Regions from separate parts of the Mus musculus genome. Here regions 1 and 3 are each linked to region 2. The links are chromatin contacts, called in public HiChIP or PLAC-seq and promoter capture Hi-C maps. All regions are on one chromosome and are shown on one strand. Each heading gives the region's core, a stretch centred on a gene start, on an enhancer-like site or on the middle of the called end of the contact. The rest is flanking DNA. Distances are from core to core; before and after follow the strand shown. Region 1 holds the start of Stard10 (START domain containing 10). Region 2 holds the start of Uvrag (UV radiation resistance associated gene). Region 3 holds the start of Lamtor1 (late endosomal/lysosomal adaptor, MAPK and MTOR activator 1).

What was found. Promoter capture Hi-C pulls out the DNA fragments that hold promoters and counts their contacts. HiChIP or PLAC-seq counts read pairs in DNA pulled down with a chosen protein or histone mark.
Region 1: a contact with region 2 is called in a promoter capture Hi-C map of liver, with 3 times the contacts expected there. The contact joins the promoter of Stard10 here to the promoter of Uvrag in region 2. A contact is called at or near these places in 3 of 39 promoter capture datasets (hippocampal neurons and liver).
Region 3: a contact with region 2 is called in an H3K27ac HiChIP or PLAC-seq map of bone marrow-derived dendritic cells, with 4 times the contacts expected there. The contact joins the promoter of Lamtor1 here to the promoter of Uvrag in region 2. A contact is called at or near these places in 2 of 115 datasets of contacts at active chromatin or transcription factors (bone marrow-derived dendritic cells and large pre-B cells) and 2 of 9 other capture datasets (adipose tissue and liver).

What each region holds. Positions count from the first base shown.
Region 1 is chr7:101,318,812-101,322,587 of GRCm38.p6, reverse strand. Stard10 (START domain containing 10) reads right to left here and starts at 1,475. Exons shown (of 7, transcript NM_019990.5): 1 at 1,236-1,475; 2 at 555-874. The coding sequence starts at 761.
Region 2 is chr7:99,138,957-99,142,701 of GRCm38.p6, reverse strand. Uvrag (UV radiation resistance associated gene) reads left to right here and starts at 1,558. Exons shown (of 15, transcript NM_178635.3): 1 at 1,558-1,868. The coding sequence starts at 1,752.
Region 3 is chr7:101,904,093-101,907,528 of GRCm38.p6, reverse strand. Lamtor1 (late endosomal/lysosomal adaptor, MAPK and MTOR activator 1) reads right to left here and starts at 1,692. Exons shown (of 5, transcript NM_025605.3): 1 at 1,489-1,692. The coding sequence starts at 1,530. It overlaps Tomt (transmembrane O-methyltransferase), which reads left to right and starts at 1,170. Exons shown (of 4, transcript NM_001081679.1): 1 at 1,170-1,230.

The DNA of each region.
Region 1 (3,776 bases), core at 226-2,725, 2.2 Mb before region 2:
TCCCTTGACACTAAGACCCTGCCTCCTCTAGTGCACCCCCAGGGTGGCTCAGGGCAAGACAGCAGTCAGGAGCTGCCAGCCACAGTCCTAAAGGCCTGCTGCAGGCTCAGAGCCTGATAGAGCCACTGGGCAGGGACAGAGAGGACTAGAGGAATTGAGAAGGAAGGAATCTCATCCTCTGCACCCAAGAGTGCAGAAAGTAGAGCAGAAGACCCATCGCGGGCTAGAGAACCCCGGGTGAAGGAGGAAGTGGGCCGTTCACCTACCTAGTGGGTCAAACTAAGGGTCCAAGCAGAAGCTACTCTGAAAGACAGACCTTTGAGAGACACTATTCCCCTAAGTGTACCTGGCCATCACCCATCTCCCAAACACACAGGCATGCCTAGGTTAGAACCCGGGTCATATGGCCCATGTGTGTCCTCTGGTTTATATTAGGAGACTCTGAGCTCACATGCACCCCTCTATGGGTCCCTGGTCTGAGTATGGGCGAGGAGATTCCTGTGAGAGACAGTTCGGGAGGAGTGGAGGCTGCAGGTACCACAGGGCAATCCTACCTTGATCTTGTGCAGAGTTCGATCCATCTCCACAGCCTGCACCCACACAGACACGCCGGCCTTGCTGTAGGTCAGGTTCCAGCCCACCTCGGCCTCACACTCTGACCGGAAACTGCGGAAGTCCTGGTCATCGGGCACCTGGACACTTTCACGGCCCAAGGCGGGCCGAGACCCTTGGGGTTCTGTTGAGGCAGCTGGCTTTTCCATAGGGAGCGTGGGGAGGCCCGGGGCCCTGGTCCTAGTCCGACTCTCCTGGGTCCTCCGCGGAGGCTCAGACAACGTCGACGCGGCTGCAGATGCTGACGCCACCTTCCTGGGACCTGCAAGACCGGTTTGGGGACCAGAGTCAGTGCGCTGGGGGCGCGGGTGGGGCTAGCCGGGGTCCCGGACCAGCGGACAGCTTGAAAAGGGCAGGTACTGGCCCCAGGCGGTTGTGCACCGGCACAGGACAGTCACTTGGGCCACCCTCCCACAAGGAGCGACCTCATACTTCCCTGGAGCGGCAGTAGGATTGCTGCGTAGCGGGTGCAGGAGCCCGCGAGAGCCGGGCGGGACTCTGGGGGATCGCAAGTGCGGGTCTGGCACGGAGTCCTCGCGCGGTGCTGGCCGGACTCGCACAACTAACTCAGCAGCAAGCCGCGCGGGGCCGTGGTGGGGGCGGGTGTGGTGGCGGAGTCTCACCTGTGCGGGCTTCTCTGCCGGGGCCCGCCGGGGCCGGTGTGCGAGCTCTTCCGCCGCCGCCGCTGCCTCCGCTGCCCGGGCGACCGGGGGCCGCGCGGGGACCCTGGGGGGAGGAGCAGTGGGTCCCGCCGCCGGCCCCGCCCCGCTCCGCGCCCCCCGCCCCGCGCGCCCCCTCCGCCCTCCTCCCTCCCGCTAGGCTCGGGGCTCCCGGGCTCCGCTCGCCTCGCTCGGTATTTTCCAGGCTGCGGAGGTAAGAACTGCGGGAGCACCGAGCCCCGCCCCGCCCCGCCCCGCCGGGTCCTAGCGCCCGCCCCCGTAAGCCCCGGGGAAGGGGCAAAGTCCGGGGAGAGATGTAGACTATCAGAGGACCGGGGACCTGTGAGCAGGAACCACATAGCGAAGTAACAAAGTAGCCTGGGCTCTCAGAGTAAGGTTGAGGTGCCAAGAGAGATTCTGGAAGTTAACTGAGAGCCTCTTCTCTACTCTTCGCTCCCACCCTTGCAGGTACACGCTTCTGCAACAGCTTATTCACACACACAACACTTCAGAGATTCAAGGGTGGGCACACACCCTCATGACAATTGAAAGACTAACTAGCAGGAATAGGGATGACAGCCCCTCAGTAACTAAATTAGAAATGGCGACAGCCTGCAAGCCCCAAGAACCAAGAGCATAACAAGCCTCCTCCACACACCCAACTCAATTTTCCAGTAGGGTGTGCAAACCCAGCCGGAAGTTGATCCGACTTTAAAGGCTCAAGGTTCAAAGGCTGGCCAGAATTTGGCAAAATTTCCACTTCAGCCTCACTCTGGCCAGAGAGAGGTCCTGAGCCAGCAACCTCTTACATCCCTATTTGGCAGCTTCCAAACCCACCCCTCTTTAGCTCTCAGCCATTTACCCACACCTCCCCTAGGCGAAGACCAGTTCTCAAAAGCACAGGGCTGCAGAACACTGGAGCACAGGCCCCCTCCACCCCTCTGTAGAATAGAGTGGACCAGAGCTCTACTCTGTAGCCTGATGTAAATTCTGTCCACTAACTCTTCTGCCTACTCTTCCATTCTGGGAGCCCTGTCCCATCTACCCAGTGAAAGCTAGGGCCAGGCCAGTATGAGCATGGCAGTCTTGTCACTGTCTGGGCCAGAGACGAGCAGGGAAAGCCTTTGGTGTGCTCCTCTGGATATTAGGAGCAATAAGTGACTACCACTGACCTAGTAGTACCAGAGTCTGCTAATGGCTATTCCCACCAGTGCCAGAGTACCAAGCCTCTGCCACCCAGGCTCCTTCTGTGCCCTCTGCATTCTCCCCCTGGTCCCTCAGAAGTCACCTCTTATCTCCACCATGTAGATTTCTTTTCTTACAGGTGTTAAAAGAAAACCGCAGACTCAGCACTGTAGGTTCACAAATAGATGTGCTTTTTTTTTTTTTTCCCTGAAGTGCTCAGGGCTCTGAGATCTTTGTAAATCATGCCCACTTTTAAAATAAGCAGGAAACTGGATGTGGTAGCACAGACCTATAATCCCAGCTACTCAGGAGACTGGGGAGGAAGACCCAAAGTTTAAGGCTTTCCCTGGGCTGCATATTCCGTTCAAAACCAGCACAGGCAACAAAGTAAGACTTTGCCCCCCCACCCCAAAATGTTTTTAAAGGCTGCCGGGCAGTGGTGGCACACACCTTTAATCCCAGCACATGGGAGGCAGAGGCAGGTGGATTTCTGAGTTTGAGGCCAGCCTGGTCTACAGAGTGAGTTCCAGGATAGTTAGGGAGGCTGTAACTTTGTGGTAGAGCCCTAGGTTTAATCATTGGTAAATAAAAAAATAAAAAATAAGTCAGGGGCAAACAGGTAGCCATGATGGGTGTTCTACAAAGTGGCCCTGAAAGGTGTTCTACAAAGTAAGTCTTCTAAAACAAAACAAAACTGCAGGTCCCCATCAGTCCTGTGCAATGACCTCAGATACCCAGGCCTTCCATCAGTGTGGTAGGAAGTGTCAGCTAATTGCACGCACACCCTCTGAACCCACACTCTTTAGAAGTGTCTGGGAATGAGTAGGTGGCATTGGGGGCTGGATTTGGGCTTGGGAGGCCCCAGACACGAACTCTTTGAACCTCCTCTGCCCAAGTCCACCTTCCCCAAGCCTCGGGGTGTTTGTGATACCAATACTCCCAGGCTGGCAGGAGGCCCGAGGGGACCTCAGCAAAGCCAAAGATTGCTCTGTGAGATGGATCTTCAGGGACTGGCCATGAGGTAGAGATAGCTAGCAACCGTAGCCTGATGGCTTTTTGAGCCCTGATAGCCCCAATCTTGGCAGGTTGCAGGCAGCATCAGAATGCTAAGCCTCTCATGCCCACCTCCAGTCCTGAGTGGTGGGGAGATAAGGCTGGGGTGAGAGCAGAAAGTGGCTGTGAAGACAAACTGACAGGACCTCCCCGGCCCTGAGGTGCCAGTCTGAGGGGAAAACAGCCAGCTAGTGAGGAACAGATGACAGGAGCCAAGCTTAAGAGCAAATATTTTGGGTCTTGAGGGTCCAAAATAGCAGGTGACCT
Region 2 (3,745 bases), core at 309-2,808:
CTATATATACATCTTCCCACTCAGTAAAAGATTTTAAATCCATCTATTATATGTTGGAGTCTTCATGGGCACAGATACTGGCCCACCTACCACCCCCCTCAGTGACACCAGTACTATTCAGCGCATGGACAGACAGTGGGGAGCTGACCTGCTCAGTGACAAAGCTAGAAGGTGGCAGTCAGAATCCCAAACTGCCTGCTTCCTGTTGTGTCTGCCTCTCTGAACACTGTGTTCTTTCAGCTATAACAGTCCAGGTGGTGGAGAAATTCACACTCTATGGGGACGGGGGAATCAATATTCTGCAAAATGACTCAGTGCTACTTATAGAAGCAATGGCTGTAGCTGCTATTATGGTCAAAGAAGTCTTCAGGGAAGGGAGGGCATTTGAGCTGTACCTTCATATTCATTTCTCTATTATCTGCAAGCAATGCGGATCCAGGGACGAATCAGACAAGGTCTTTTGGTTGAGGAATTCACATATGAGTGTTTGAATTCGGGGAGGCTGTGTGTGTTAAATGACTATTAAAAGACAAAGTGGAGGCTGCTGTGGTGGCACACTCCTGTAGTCCCAGCACCTGGGGAGCTGAGGTAGATTGAGCTACATGGTGAGTGGCAGGTCAGCCAAATCTCGCCCCTCCCCCCGCCCCGCCCCCGCGCAAAGCAAGTAAACAAACAAAGACAACACAATAGAATAAGCAGGTCTGTGGTAAAGGCAAGTTTCCTAATTCGGAGTTTCAGAGAAGTCTTTTGGAAGGACTCCTGCCCCAGCTGAAATACGATGGCTAAGCAAGCGTTAGTCACAAGCAGTAAAGGCTTTCTAGGCAGAGCATAAGCATCCCACCAGCAGAGGTGAGACAGTCTCTTGGCTGGCTGGCACACTTTGTGGCTAAGCTTACTAGTTATAGAAGCTAGAAGGGGCGTGGACTTGCAGGTCTGAGTGGATCACTGAAGAGCTGGTGGACTGCCCGATGGATCTTTGGTCTCAGTGATCGCGGCTCGGTGGCGGCTCCCCCTCTCAGTCATAAAGCGTGGCTTTTTTTTTTTTTTTTTGTACGTGGATGAGAACACTTCGGGAAGTCAGACCATCCATCCATCCCGACTCAGCTGGTGCCAAGCGGGTCCCCGCCCTCCACTGGAGGCTCTGTTACCATAGCAACTAGGTTAGGGCGGAAGTGGCTTAGAGGACTGACTCTCACTAATCAGGTGACTCTCCAGACTTCTGCACGTGACACGACATACCAGGCGCGCGCTCTACCTAATCAAGAAGCCGTCCCTGTTTCACTGACAACTGACAGCGCTCTAGAGCAATAGCCCACGAGGCTTCCCTAGGAGACCACACCCCTCAATAGGGAAAGGGCCAATTAGGCTGAGGCAAAGAGAAGTTACGCCCCAGGTTTAGCCCGGGTTTGACAGACGCAATTGAGGCCATCCTAGAGTCCCTCCGCCCCTAGCCATTGCGGCCGACGACGGACGGGCCCACTGGCCAATAGCACGTCCCTTGGCCGCCACCGGGTCCCGCCCTCTCAGAAACGGAACCAATGAGCACGCCAGCTCTGGGCCGGGTGGAGGGGTTGCACTGCGGTAATATGGCTCTTCCTTAGCCAGCGGCGGTGGCCAGCGCGGGCGCAGAGCTGCTGGGGCTCTCGGTGCCCGGTTTCTAGGCTGTAGGGGCTCTGCGAATCACAGCTCGGGAGGCAGCGGCCGATGCGGGAGGACTGCCCACCTGGCCGCTCGGCGGCTCAGGGGTCCAGATGAGCTCCTGCGCCTCGCTCGGGGGCCCGGTGCCCCTGCCACCCCCGGGCCCGTCCGCCGCGCTGACGTCCGGTGCCCCCGCGCGGGCCCTGCATGTGGAGCTGCCGTCTCAGCAGGTGAGCCGGCCGCGAGCCGGGGGGCGGAGAAGGTTGGCGGGGCTCGCAGGGCTGAGGAGGGCTGACAGGAGGAGGAGCCCCCTCCCCGGCCGTTCCCGCGCTCAGACCCCCGCATCCCTCCAAGAAGGCGCCGGGGAGCCCTGCCCCGCTGGCCGCCGCCGCGCTTTCCCTTTCGCTCCCCGATCGAGGAGTCGGTTTTCTGCACTTATTCTTAGCGTTTCGGGTGCTTCCTTCCGCTCCTCCTGAGGAAGGTATTTGGGACGTTGGGGTTTCCTTTCCAATCTCAGATCCTCATGGCACACTCCACTCCCTCGGGTGAGTGTCTGGAAGGAGGATTTGAAGTAAATATTCATAGCTTGTATCTCACGTGTGTGTGTGTGTGTGTGTGTGTGTGTGTGTGTGTGTGTGTGTGTGTAATAAGGACAAGAGAACACTGACTTTGGGAATCTGACAAAATTCTTGGCAACACCCGCCTATCAGTACATCTTCCACTGGCCTCCCTCAGTCCCTCGGGGAGACTCTGCAGGAACCTTAGCATTGAAGAGGACCTGGAGAAACTGTCAGTCATGGAGAGGTTACCGAGCTGGGTCTGTGCAAAGTGAGCATTGAATCGTCACAACTCCATGAGATAGCTGGTTTTATTGTCCCGGTTTCTCAGTTCTAGGAACAAGCTTGCTCACTGCCTCTCTGTTAGTGTTTCTGGTGGGGATGGATTTCCAAATACAGAGTCTGACTCCAGCTTGTGCTCAGCAGCAATAGTTTGCTTTAGACTTGAGAGCAGCTGCTCCACCACGGTCCACAGGACGAGCTCCCTCAGACCCTTTCTGTAACTTTCCATCCTTGCAAGAGACAGGAAGGAGCCACTTAGGAGCGCAGAGGCTATGGGAGAGAGGGCCAGGCATAGAGTGCATCGGAATGTAAAGGAAAGAGCAATGTTGCACCCCACCCCCCCAACCCGGTGCCGGATGAGGTGCCGGATGAGTAGGGAAGCAACGTTAACTGCAGAAGCAAGGCTCTGTAGTAGGAGAGAATTTAGCAAATCAGAAGGCATGTGCCCAGGTTTTGTAGTGCCATTGGAGAGGGAGTTTGGAGAATATTAGGAGTTGGAAAGGAATGAGGCTTGTATTGCGTTTCCAGGTCGTGGGAGAGGATGAGAGGGTGGCTGGGAGAGTAGTCTGTGGATTGGGCATTAATGTGAATTTTTGCCTGTGTGGGAGGTGGAGTGTGAGGGCCTGCTGGGAGAAGCAATAGTGAGCACTGTTAGGAGCCGCCTGGAGAAATTGGGCATCTAGATGGGCATAGTTTAGGGAAGCTGTGAGAGCATGGCGGGTTGGAGAAGAGAACAAGGCATGTTTTCCTGACTAGAGCCTGTTCTAGCAATAACGGTTCAAAACTAGAAGAACTAATCCAAGCCAACTGCCGGTTCAACACAGTTCAACTCCATTTGTTAGTGTTGGTCGAGTTTCTAGATTGGCATATAGTGTCCTAAGTGTCAGCTGGGTGCTGCGTGAGGATTTGGCATGCCACTTAAAGTTTTTTCTGGGCGTGTCGTCCTTGGACTGTGAGGCAGCCTATGTAAAAACACATTCCTTCTGTGGTTGATATTAATTCTGCTTTCTAGACCAAATGCACAAGTTTGGGGAAACAAATATTTTTAAAATAGGCGTTTTGTTGATTAACGTATTAACTTACTCTATAATACAAGTTCCAATAGTATTGGCCTCCTTCTACCTTATCTGCTTCTGGAAAAGATTTGGGTTTGCCCAAGAAAGCCCACAAAATTATGTATAAGGTGTATGGTTTGTCTTTTTAAAATTTAATTTATTATTATTATTATTATTATTATTTAATCAGGGTCTCATTATAAGGCCCTTGGG
Region 3 (3,436 bases), core at 443-2,942, 2.8 Mb before region 2:
GGTGTAAGGTAATTCTTACACTTCTAATACAGGGACAGGCAATGCTGAAGAGGGCCTACCTAAAGAGGGACTGGGGATATGACCCTGGGGTTTGATCTCTACGACTGCATAAAACTGGACATAGTGAGTGACATATGCCTAGGATCCCAGCACTCAGGGAGAAGCAGAACCAGAAATTCAAGGTCATCCTCAACTGTATGGCAGGTCTGCAGCCAGTCTGGGCTTCAGGAGACCTTTTTAAAAACAAACCAAACCAGCCAGAAATGAGAATCTGTAAAGAGGAAGGTGGAATTTTAGCTTTCCCTCCATAACTCTGCTGTTAGGCAGGGATATCTGCCTTCTTCTTCCTTTTCTGTTGTTTTGTGGTGGGTTCCTATTTTTGCAGTTCTAGCCTTTAGCATGACAGAATGAAGTGAAAGTTACGGCCACAGGCATGTCAAACTCAGGTCAAGCAATGAATGAGGTTCAGGAAGCACTCACCCCGACACAAATCACATTCTCCTGAACTGCAGGGTTCACTGGGGGGAAGAACACCTTCCCAAGTACAGCGACACCACTTATGTCTCTGACTGTATCCTCCACTAGACCGGGTGAAACTGTTCTCTGTGGCACGGTGCCTACTGTGTGTAGACATCAGGGCTCAGGCTTCGAGGCAGCTGTTAAGAGGAATGGCCAGGGGGCTGACACCCAGCCTTGCAAAAGTCTTCCCCTCCTCAAAAGCGTCTAGGCAGGGAAGGGACTGTAGTAGAGAGGAATGAGATGCACCAAGGGGAAGATGGAAATTTAAAAACAAGACACTGAAGTCTCTCCAAGTCGATGCTTTCTCGAAAAGAGTAAGATCTACAATCACATTCTTCAGAGAGGAACTCTCTAGCTCGAGGAACCCTCAGGCACCAGGCAGGGAACAGCAAACCAAACTCATAAATCAAATCCCCTTTCCTCTATATCGGTCAAAGCAAACTCTATTGCTCCCCAACGTCCCGATGTCTTCGCTCTATTAATTCTTCACTGGCCAACTCAAATGACAGTAACTTGGTGTCAACTTTTGACACCAAGCCAACAGTGGCAGAACAGTTGACAGAACACACAGAAATTCCTGATTTATCTCGGGAGACTGAGAGCCTCAAATTACCTATCTCTACAATGGGTCCACTAAGCCAAGCTGCAGTGAAGACAGAGGAATCTGTGAGCGCGAATGTTTCCCGAGAACCCAGTCTGAGGATTCGAGTGGTGAGATACGAGGGGACTGGAGAGTGGAAGGGGAGGGGCCGAGTCAGGCGGCGACCGCCGCAACCCTAGGCAGAAGTAAGACTAGGATCTTTAAGAGGGTAGGAGCCCGGCTGGCCGTCCTCTCTGTAATCTGTCCCCTCCAGGCCTCCGTACTCGGTGAGCCTGCAGTCCGGCTCCCCGCCACTGCGGGCTTTATTCTGGGCCCCGAGCCCCGCGGTCGTAGCCCACAGTCCCAAACCCCGTCCGCCGCTGTCGCACCTGGTCCGAGTCCTCGTTTTCGCTGCTATAGCAGCACCCCATGGCGGGGTCGGGCCGGGCGCTCAGGCGGCGCCGAGGAGGGACGGCGTCCGTCAGGAGCCTTTCCGGTCACATGACCCGCGGCTGCCTCTCGCTCCCCTCCCCCTCGCCTAGCCTGTCCTAAAGCCGCTCCGGCGCCACAGCCAAATCTTGCCTTCCGGTCCCGCCTCGCCGCGTGACAATCGCCAACCAATGGAAAAGTGCGTCCTACGTGAGCGGACCCGCGGCACGTGATAGGAAGGCAGGCGGGGCGAGTCACATGATTTTGTTGTCCTAGTCTCTAACTCCGAATCCTTGCGTCCCTTAGCTTTAGTGGCCAGTGCAGTGCGACGAGTTGTGTGGTCACATGGTGTCAGGGCCACCTTTGTGGGCCCAGTGCTATATCAAGATAAATTCTTAAGTGCCATGCAAGTGGCGAGTAGCGTACTGGAGGGAGATGTACTTCACTCAGAACTCTTTGCTAGTTTCTTTGTCCTTTATGTGTGCGAGAGAGACCAAGGTCTCACTACGTAGCCCTCACTGACCTGGAATTTGCTGTGTAGCCCAGGCTGAACTCGAATTCAGAGAGCCACTTACCTCTGCCTTACCAGTATTAAACGCATATGTATTTTTATTTTGAGTATGTGAGTGTGGAGGTCACAGAATAACTTCTAAGAGTTGGTTGTATCTTTCCACCATGAGGGTCGTAGGAATTGTTAGATTGGCAAACTTTGGGGCAGGCACAGTTTAGCCATCTCTCTACTCAAGTATTTGGCAGTTTCTTGACTAAGGTGAATTCTGCCTGAGTAGGCAGATGGCAGACACTTCTCTTTCCAAATCAGGGATTAGAGTATTCAAAGTCTCAATACAAACTTTTCTTCCTGATTGCCTTTTCTGATTCTCTTCTGAGCACTTCTCTTTACTTAATCTGGTGCCACTCACTTATTAACAAATCATAGGGCTAGAGACAACGCAGTGATTAAGAGCACTGGCTGCTGCTCCCCCAGAAGGCCCAAGTTCAATTCCCAGCACCTACATGGTGACTTACAATCATATATAGCTCCAGACCCAGGAGAAACAATGCCCCTTCTGGCCTCTGGCAGCAGGCAAGTACACACACACAGTGCACAGACACATACGTGCAGACCAAACACTCATACACATAAACTTAATTTAAAAGACATACCCCAGGGCTGGAGAGATGGCTCATCGGATGAGAGCTCTGACTGCTCTTCTGGAGGTCCTGAGTTCAAATCCCAGGAACCACATGGTGGCTCACAACCATCTGTAACAAGATCTGATGCCCTCTTATGGTGTGTCTGAAGACAACTACAATGTAGTTACATAAAATAAATAAATGAAATCTTAAAAAAAATTAAAAAAAAAAAGACATACCCCAGGGCTGGAGAGATGGCCCAGTGGTTAAGAGCACCGACTGCTCTTCCGAAGGTCCTGAGTTCAAATCCCAGCAACCACATGGTGGCTCACAACCATCCATAATGAGATCTGACACCCTCTTCTGGTGCATTTGAAGACAGCTACAGTGCACTTAGATATAATAAATAAATCTTAAAAAAATACATACCCCAAATATTTATTGTCTATAGTGTGCCACTCTAGTGTTCAGTTTGGATAGGTAGCTGGGCAGAAAACAGCCCAAGATCCAGACCATGGAATCCCTAGTCAGGTGGTCAGTGTATTCTATAGTTGTGTTTTTTAGTTCATTTCTTCTACCACATGTGAGTAACTGAGAGACAAGGACAGAGTCTGACTTTACTCTGTAACTGATACCCTAACACTTACTTACAGAAAACTTGGGGAGCTGGGCATGGTGGCGCAGGCCTTTAATCCCAGCACTTGGGAGGCAGAGGCAGGCGGATTTCTGAGTTCGAGGCCAGCCTGGTCTATAAAATGAGTTCCAAGACAGCCA